Linked DNA regions of Cricetulus griseus: region 2 is linked to region 1. The links are chromatin contacts, called in public Micro-C maps. All regions are on one chromosome and are shown on one strand. The core of a region is the stretch at or near the end of the contact, and the rest is flanking DNA. Distances in the headings are between cores, read along the strand shown. Region 1 has its middle 19 kb from the start of Cd27. Region 2 holds the start of Vamp1 (vesicle-associated membrane protein 1).

Region 1 (4,782 bases), core at 1,014-3,513:
TCCCAGCAACTACATGGTGGCTCACAACAATCTGTAATGAGATCTGGTGCCTTCTTCTGGCCTGCAGGGATACGTGCAGGCAGAACACTGTGTACATAAGAAATAAATAAATCTTTTTTAAAAAATGCAAAAGTTGTTCTCCGACCTTCACATACATGTTGTGGTATTCACCCAACACCACCTTCCCTACACTAATAATAATAATAATAATAATAATAATAATAATAATAATAATAAAACATGAGGCTGGAGAGATGATTTAACAGTTAAGAGCACTGGCTGCTCTTCCAGAGGACCTGGGTTCAATTCCCAGCAACCACATGGCAGTTTACAACTGTCTGTAACTCCAGTTTCAGGGGATCCAATACCTTTACAAAGACACAGATGCAGGCAAAGCATGAATGCATGTTACATGAAAGCAAGCGAACTAATAATAATAATAATAGCAACAATACACCCCAAATTAGTATTTCCTACCACTCATTCTCTGTCCCTTTCCTGTCACGTGTTATCTATTTTTCCTTTTGTTGCTTAAGCTCTTGGTGATGCACTTAAGAAACTGTCACCCAACCCAATGCCACAGAGGTTGTCATCTGTCTCCTTCTAATGGTTTTTTAGTTCTAATTCTTGTATTTCACTCTTGGATCTATTTTGAGTTAACTTCCTTTTACTTAAATGCTAGGGATTGAACCTGTGGCTTCATACATGCTAGGCAAATGCTCTCCTTTTGTGACACCCTCAAGTGGGGTTTTTAAGAAGTTTTTAAAAATAGCATCTTAGGTAGAAGTCAACCTTCATTCCACTTCTGGCAGATACACAGTTGTCTCAGTGCCTCAAGTCAGAAAAAACTATCCTTTTCACCCAGAATAGTCTTGGTACCCTCACAGAAATCAGATGATATAGTTTGATCTCTGGACTCCCAGTTTTATTCCATTAGTCTACGTCCGTCTTTCTGTCAGTTCTACAGTTCTGGTTACCTTAGTTTCACAGTAAGTTTTGACATCATGAAGTAGAAACTGGGGTGGTAGTGCATGCCTATATAATCCCAGCAGTTAGGAGGCTGAGGCAGGAGGATTACTGTAAGCTAAAGTTCAGCCTGAGCTATAGCGAGATCTTTCACAAAAGAAAAAGAAGCTAGAAAGTATGAGTCATCTGCTTTTGTTCTTCTGTGAAATAACATTTTTTTTTTTTTACGTTGTTTTGTTGATTCATTTGGGTGTGGGTTGAATGTCTCATGGCACATGTGTGGCCGTCAGAGGACAACTTGCAGAAACTGATGCTCTCTTTCCACTGTTGTGGGTCCCAGGGACCAAACTCAGGTTGTCAGCCTTGGGGACAAATGTTTTCATCTGCTGAGCCAGCTTTTTGGCCTCTCCAAAATATTTTTGGCTATTTTGTGCCTTTTGAATTGCCAGGTGAATTTAGCATTAGTTTCATTTCTGCAAAAAGAGGTGACTGGAATTTTCATGGGCATTGTCTTGGATACACAGGTGGAACTTGGTGGTATTACTATTGTAACACGATCAGGTCTTTCACTCCATGGACACCCGAATCTTCTGATTCCTTTAATACTCACTAATGCCTTTAAATGTTTTATGACTTTCACTGTGTAAGTCTTACAGTTTACTTGATTAGTTTCTTGGTAAGGTTTTAATCTTTCTAATGCTATCAAAACTAGAATTTGGAATTTTCTCTCTAGTTTTATTTTGGTTTGATTTTTGGAGATAGAGTTGCTCTGTGTAACAGAGCCCTGGCTGTCCTTTGTAGATCAGGCTGACCTTGAACTCACAGGGATCCTCCTTCCTCTGCCTCCTGGGTGCTAGGATTAAAGTCATGCACCATTGTGTCGGCTCCCTGGTTTTATTGCATTCATTCATTCATTCATTCATTCATTTTAAAGACAGTGTCTCATGTAGTCCAGGATGGCCTCAGATTGATTTTGTAGCTAAGAATGACCTTGAACACCTGATTCTCCCATCTTTATGTTCTATGCACTGACTATAAATCTGAGACTATATCCAGCTAATTTTGTTTTTGTTATCCTTTGCTTATGTTGTTTATTTATTTATTTAGCGAGGTTCTCCTGCAGTCTCAGTTAGCCCCAGTCTGACAGTATAGTGGAAGATAACCTTTAATTCCTTGCCTCTCCCACCCAACTGACGAGATGACAGGTGAATGCCAGCATGGGGCCTGGCTGCATGCTGCCTTTGAAGAGGACAGATGTTGTCTCTGTAGCGCAGGATGACAGCGAGGGGTGTGGGTGTGTTGCCATGACAGCCTGTGTGCTGTTGCTGGGGTTTCGTTGTGTAGCTTATCTGAAGTCATAGATGGAGAGTTAGATTCTGTGACTTGAAGGGGAACTCGGCTGACTAATTGTTCCCGCAGTGCCATCACTTCCGGTGGCTCCTTAGGCTGGGAAAGTTTGGGCGGAAGTGTGAGTTTGTTGTCTGCCGCCCCTGACCCTTCATTCCTGCAGGATTTTGGCTAGCTGCTTCTGAAGGGACAGGCACTCCCATGGGGGGCAAGAGCTGTGGTGATTTTTTTTTCTTTTCTTTTTTTTTTTTGAGGGCCTTATGTAAGGTAGGCTGACCTCAAACTCAGTTGTAGAGCTGAGGATGACCCAAGTGCTGACATAGAGGTGTGCGCCACCATACCCGGTTACTGTCACATTTTGTGTTTATCAGCCTTTTGTGTGTACTGCCTGGAGGTATGTTCATTCAAGTACTTTGCTCATGTCAAAACTGATACCTCTTTTACATAAAAGTAAGGTCAGAATTGGCATTTTCATGAGCACATATTGCCTAGAAAGGAATGTTGAGAATAATAGACCCAGGCAAGGTGAGGCCAGAGGAGGCTGAAGAGGGGGTCCTAGGGGAGACCCAAGGATCAGTGAGATGACAAAGATTTGAAGGGGTACTGGACCATTTGAGGTAAATGTTTGCACCACCCTGAGACCATTCTGTGGCTCCATCACTTGTTAGCGGGGCTTATTGCTCAAGATCTGTGAATGAGTCTGTCTCTGCCGTAACAGGTAGGGGAGGATGAGTGGACGGGTGGACTGGTGGATGGGCGCTGAAGCTCTCCTCGTAGGGCGATGTGAACAAGTGTCAGGTAATAGGCAGTACAGGGTGCAGTGCTGGTAAATGTGCCCTGGGACAGTGAATCCCCAGCTCCTGCCTTCTCCACCAGGGCTGAGAGCAGTGTGAGAACTCACGGTTCCTGAGGCAGAGCACTCAGAATGGAAGGGAAATAGTAAAGAACGCAGCAGGACAAGGTAGAGAGTAGGCAGATGGGACAAACTATCACCTTTCCTAGAGTTCCGAGTAGTAAAGTGGGAACTTCAGGATCAGCAGTGTGGAGACCCCAGGATCATCTGTGTGGAGACCCCAGGATCATCTGTGTGGAGGCCCCAGGATCATCTGTGTGGAGACCCCAGGATCAGCTGTGTGGAGACCCCAGGATCATCTGTGTGGAGACCCCAGGATCAGCTGTGTGGAGACCCCAGGATCAGCAGTGTGGAGACCCCAGGATCAGCAGTGTGGAGACCCCAGGACCAGCTGTGTGAAGACCCCAGGATCAGCTGTGTGAAGACCCCAGGATCAGCAGTGTGGAGACCCCAGGATCAACAGTGTGGAGACCCCAGGACCAGCTGTGTGAAGACCCCAGGATCAGCAGTGTGGAGACCCCAGGATCAGCTGTGTGAAGACCCCAGGATCAGTTGTGTGGAGACCCCAGGATCAGCAGTGTGGAGACCCCAAGATTAGCAGTGTGGAGACCCCAAGATTGGTAGTGTGGAGACCCCAGAATCAAAAGTGTGGAGACCTCAGGATCAGCTGTGTGAAGACCCCAGGATCAGTTGTGTGGAGACCCCAGGATCAGCAGTGTGGAGACCCCAGAATCAGAAGTGTGAAGACCCCAAGATTAGAAGTGTGGCGACCCCAGGATCAGCTGTGTGGAGACCCCAGGATCAGCAGTGTGGAGACCTCAGAAGACCTCAGGATAGTCAGTGTGAAACCAGGGCTGAGAAACTACAAGCACATCCATGCTAAAGAATGTGACAGACTGGAAAGGGGCTAGAATAAGAGATAGGATGCTGTGAGTATGTGTTGATTTAAAAACATATATATATATATATATATATAATATAATATATATATATATTTAATTTTATTTTTTGTGCATTGGTGTGAGGGTGTCAGATCCCCTGGAACTGGATTTACAGACAGTTGTGAGCTGCCACATAGGTGCTGGGAATTGAACTCAGCTCCTCTGGAAGAGTGGCCAGTGCTCTTAATCACTGAGCCATTTCTGTAGTCCCTGATTACTTTATTTTTATTTTTAAGACAAGGTCTGTAGTGCAAATAATAAAAACCCAGAGACAGATGTTAGGGGGGAATCTGTAGATCAGAGAAGCAAAGAAACCAAGCCACTAGAGAGTTCTCACCTCTATCAGTGCTAAGACCAAAAGGGTTGATTCTGTCCTCATTGTGACTGCCCTGCATTCCTGTCTCCATCTCCCTTATATTCCTCTCTAGTGCTGGGATTAAAAACCTGCACCACCACTGCCCATAGCTTCTAAGGCTAAGGAGTATGGCTCTTGGGATTAAAGGTGTGTCCTACCACTGCCTGCCCTCTATGGCTGACTAGCGTGGCTAGCTTGCTTCTCTGATCTTCAGGCAAGCTTTATTTGTTAGATCAGAAACAAAATATCACCACAAAGGTGTCTCTGTGTGGTCTAGCGATGTAGGTCTTACTGCACAGACCAAATGGCCTTACACTCTT
Region 2 (4,858 bases), core at 1,664-4,163, 44 kb before region 1:
TAGATAGAACCCACTATTTAGTCTGGAAAGGTTTGTTTAATTCTGGAAGTTTTTGTTGCATTTATTTTAGAATCAATTCCATAACCATTCATTTCCTTTTCTCATATATCCTGTTTTCTCCTTTTTTTGGATCCTTTATTACTCAGACATTGAACTGCTTGGCATGATTTTTTAATTTCCTTAATTCCCGTCTCTGCTTCTCTGATTCTTGGCATTTCTTCCCTGATTTGTTTGCAGCATATGACCACAATTTATTTCTCTTGGAACTGTCTCTGTGGAAATTCCCCAAGGCCTCTCTTGCAAGGGAGCTTACCCTTGCAGGTGCTGAGTGCTGTCAACCCCAGACCACTTGGAAATTCTTGCCATGTTAATTTTAGGAAGGGGAGATGCTAAAGCTTTCAAACCTGTAAAACAATGATTTCAGGCAAAAGTATCAAAAATATAGTTTGGGGTTGGTTATGAATTCAAATATCCAAAAGGAGGGAGGGGAAGGGAGGGAGTGAGAGAGAGATTGATTCAGTGGGCACATAGTTTTCAAATAATTTCATTTGCAGAGCACTTGAGTACTAGCACTCTAGAAACTTAGTTGTCAATATAGGGCTTCCAGCTTCACATAGGGACTTTATATTAGATTTCCAACTCTGAGAAAGACCTTTAGGTTGTTTCCTGTGCTACAGGTGGCCCCATGATCAAGCTCAATGTTCAGCTGCCTTTCGGAATACCAGCTTTCTCTTGCATTGGTCTTTGGACCATGTTTACTTCTTGTCAGCTCATGAACACATTTTTAAATCCCAGTCAGTGTCATCCCATCACTTGGAAGGCTGAAGTGTGAGTATGGCCTGATCCATCTCAGAAAACCAAACCAGGTCATACCCTCCATGAGGCAAAAAGATCTAAGAGCCAGGCATGGTGGCACATGCCTTTAATGCCAGCACTCAGAAGGCAGAGGCAGGTGGATCTCTGAGTTAGAAGCCAGCCTGGTTTACAAAGTGAGTTTCAGGACAGCCAGGGCTATACAGAGAAACCCTGTTTTGAAAAACATAAACAAAACAAAGAGGATTTAAAGTAACGACTTTTAAAAAGAAAAATAAATGTCATGTATGGTGATTATGGTATTTCGATAGGTACCGTGGTAACAAGATTGGACACAGGCTTGTTTCTAGGGTGTCCCCCTTTTCCTTTCTCTCTTTTGTCATTTTGGCATCTATAAAATTGCAATGCTTTGCTGTAGCTATTAGTCAGGTATTACTCACACTTTATTTGTCATACCTGCTCATGAGCATCAGAACTTGAAAAATGAATGCCAGAGGTTTGAAAGAGGATTCCAGAGGGGGGAGAGGGCTATCTTTAGCCTCTTAGGAAATGCTGCACCACCAAAGATTTAACGTGTGGACATCTGAGTAAAAAATATGAATTACTGAGAATTAGCCTCTGGGGCATGGGGATGTCGCTCAGGTGGCAGGGTGATTGGCTACCATGCAAAAGGACTGAGTATGACCCCAACCACTGCAGAAGCCAGGCATGGTGGTATATGTCTGCAGTCCCAGCACTCAGGAAGCGGAAGTAGGAGGACCAGAATTTCAAGGTCATTCTTGGCTACAAATCATGTTTGAAACCAGCATGGACTACAAGAGCCTCAGTTAAAAAAATAAAAAGCCTCTGAATGTGAAGTTGTCGTGTTCCATTGTTATGTTAACATTTTCTATTTTCCTTTGTATGAATGCCCAAGGTCGAGATAAGAATTTACACTGCAGACAAACTCAAGCTTTCAATAAATGCAAAATAAAATTTCTAAGGCTAAGAAAATGCATCACATTTATAATTGCTTTTTAAGATGTGAGGCATATAATGTTGATCTGTAAAGGTGTCTAGGAAAGGGATACTATAGGGAGAAGAAGAGAATTCTTTATATATTAAGAAGGAAAAATCGCCCTGGCCATGGTGGCACACACCTTTAATCCCAGCATTTGGGAGGCAGAGGCAGGTGGATCTTGGTGAGTTCGAGGCCAGCCTGGTCTACAGATGGAGTTCCAAGATAGCCAGGACTACAGAGAGAAACCGTCTCAAAAACCAAACCAAGTCAAAACAAAAACAAAGGGAAAAAATCTATTATGCTTAATAAATTTTTGGAGGTGGGGTAAAAAGGAAGTGGGTGGGAAGAGAGACGGCTCAGCGGTTGAGAACATACTGCTTTGACACAGGGTTCGGTTCCCAGCACTTACATGCACTCAAAACCATCTGTAATAAAAGTTCCAGAGGTTAAGTCCTCTTCTGGTCTCCAAGGACACTAGGCATGCATACATGCAGGCAAAAATTTGCACCATAAAATAAGTGAAAAAATCTTTAAAAAAAGGAGAAGAAAAAGAAAGGGAAAAATATCAAAAATACAAAATAAAAACCCCACGAAAATAGGGAAGTCTAATTTAGTTCAGATATCTGGACTGGTTTAATTAAGTCGCTGTGCTAACCTAGAAGTCGCAGTTTAGGGACGAAGTTTAATTTAGTAGAGGCTTTCCTGAAAGACACCTAGCCTTACGTTCTCAGGCAGGGAGAGTGAGGGGGCGTTCGTCTAGCCAGGGTGCCATGAAAATGCACACACTGCTGAACCACCACCGCAGCCCCCAAGATTCCAGCGTCAGGTCACCTGGGTTTCCCTTCGCCAGATGCTGTGGGCAAGTAAGAGTGGCAGGAGCCTCCAGCTCAGCGATTGGCTGGCAGAGTCTGAGCTGGACATCAAACAAACCACTATTGTATTGGCCAGTGAAGGAGTAGGAATGAATGAGAGGAGAACTGTGATTGGTATAGTTGTAGAGGCGGGGCCAGAAGGGCATGACCCGCGTGGATTGGACCTAGAGACTTTAACGTCATCCGAGAGGCGGGGCCACTGCTAATAAAGTCGGGAGTCGGCGCCGCACCTGCAGTAGGTCCCACTGCAGTTAGAGTTCCGGGTGGTGCGTGTGAGGCGGAGCTCGGCAGTTCCGTCTGCTTCATCCGCAGCGTCTCCCCGTCTGTCTCGTTGCCGTTGCATTCTCCAGAGAGAGACGGACCTCCGCTTCCTCTGTCAGAAAAATGTGAGTTGACTCTGGCCTAGGGTCCTCGACACCTCCTACCGACTGTCCCTCCGCAGTGTCCAACTCTGCGGGACGGAAAATGGCGCATTGCAGCAGCTGCAGCGACGCCGGGAACCACCAGCTCACGCCGCCCCCAGACTGGGCCACCCCGGGATGCGGGCAGCGCTCCATCCCGCACCAGCTGCAGTTGGCACTCCTCTGCAGGGCGGGGGGTCCCACGTTCATTGCATCCTCTCCTCTCATCTTTGTATCGTGGAAGCCCATAGGGGAAGACGTGGGGGAGATATAGATACAGACAGAGTCTCTCTCTTAAAACCTTTGGGAAGACTTTTATAGGTGCCTTGTCCGTTCGTAACTCGGGTTTGTGCATGCCCCTCACCCAAAGTGTGATGTACCTGCCTCATGGCTGTGCGCAAAGCTGCAGAAACTTACTTGCTAGTTCTGTGGCGCCGTGTGAGCAGCTCAGAGTCTCAGGGGACAGTGGCATGAGATCCTATGCAGCCGTTTATGCTAAGGTGCTTTCCAGTGATCTAGTCCTAGCCTAGTATTGGAGGAGAAATAGGGAGAACAGGGAAATCTTCATTTTATCTAAAATACATAGTTTAGTCTTAGCTGTCTTCAGCACCACCCGCTTCTGCAGATCTGTGGCTAGATAAATTAAGAACTTCTCTTCATGATCACATACACACAATAAGGATTTTCTTTCCATTTATTGCTGGAATCTCTTGACTGGTGCTAGATGTATTTGTGTGTGTGTTTGTGTGTGTGTGTGTGTGTGTGTGTGTGTGTGCACTCTCTCTCTCTCTCTCCCTCCTCCTCTCCCCCTCTCCCCTTCCCTCTCTCACCTCTCCCTTCCTCCCCCCTCCCTTGTTTGCCTTTCTCTGTGTAGCCCTGGCTGTCCCAGAACTCCCTCTATAGACCAGGCTAACCTAGAACTCGGAGATCTGCCTGCCCCTGCCTCCCAAGCTCTGGGATTAAAGGTGTGCGCCACCACACTCAGCTTGTGTTGCTTCTCTTGATGATTTGTTTTTTTTTTTAAGAAGGATTTACCTGTATTACATAAGGATTGTAACGCCCTGAATAGGTTAACGTGGGTGTTTCTAGCTCCCAACAAGTAGTAAGTGAAGCGAACCCTCTAAAAGCTCACAGACATTCCATCTTATCTCTTGGGGTTCGGTGGCTTTAACATTCTGCGTTTTTGGTGAGCCCATAGACGCCAGCTGTTTTTACTTGGGGAGGGGGTCCTTCTTAGCTGACTCACTCCAGGTGGTGTGATGACTGGAAGGGGGTATAGAAAACATAATGGCTAGCGGGGAATCACGAGGTCTCTGACCTTAATCTTGTCATTGGTGCCACTATCCTGGACTCCCTCCAACACTAGCTGCTACCAACTCATTGAAATCCCTGCCTTCAGTCTAGAACTAGAATGCTTAGCTAGCTCAATAGCAGTGCAAGTCCTGTGGCTCCCGTGGCTCTGCGTCTTCCTTTCCTTCCTCCATGTCTAGGAAGGAAGGCGACTCTTTAAGTGGAAGAAGCCAGTGTAGTCTGTTAATATGGCCTCTCTGAGGGGCTATCACATCTTGTCTAGAAGAAAATTTCACTTAGTTATGGAAAAGGAGATCCAAGATATTAATTCTATTGTGATTAATCAAGAAGTTTACTTTTTTGATAACTGTGACGGTTTAACCTCTACTTTATTTATTCTTGGACTGCTCTGGCAAGGATGTTTTATGGAGTTTAAGAAATTTCTATTCTCCATCAAATTTTAGATATCTCTTCACCTTGCT

The links. A called contact is a pair of places that touch in the nucleus more often than the background predicts.
Region 2: a Micro-C map of the CHO-K1 cell line shows a contact between it and region 1, with 4 times the contacts expected there. The contact joins the promoter of Vamp1 here to the enhancer-like site in region 1. A contact is called at or near these places in 6 of 8 Hi-C or Micro-C datasets (the CHL-YN cell line, the CHO-K1 cell line, the CHO-S cell line and 2 more).

Annotation. Positions count from the first base shown.
Region 1 is chr8:21,167,257-21,172,038 of CriGri-PICRH-1.0, reverse strand. No RefSeq gene overlaps it. Among named protein-coding and RNA genes, the nearest start is that of Cd27, 19 kb to the left of the region's middle. Within about 2 kb of position 2,263, at least 3 of the 6 cell types and tissues checked have open chromatin away from gene starts, as enhancers often do. A contact at or near this core is called in the CHO-K1 cell line, where this site is marked.
Region 2 is chr8:21,211,943-21,216,800 of CriGri-PICRH-1.0, reverse strand. It overlaps Vamp1 (vesicle-associated membrane protein 1), which reads left to right and starts at 2,913. Exons shown (of 5, transcript XM_027428314.2): 1 at 2,913-3,071. The coding sequence starts at 3,070.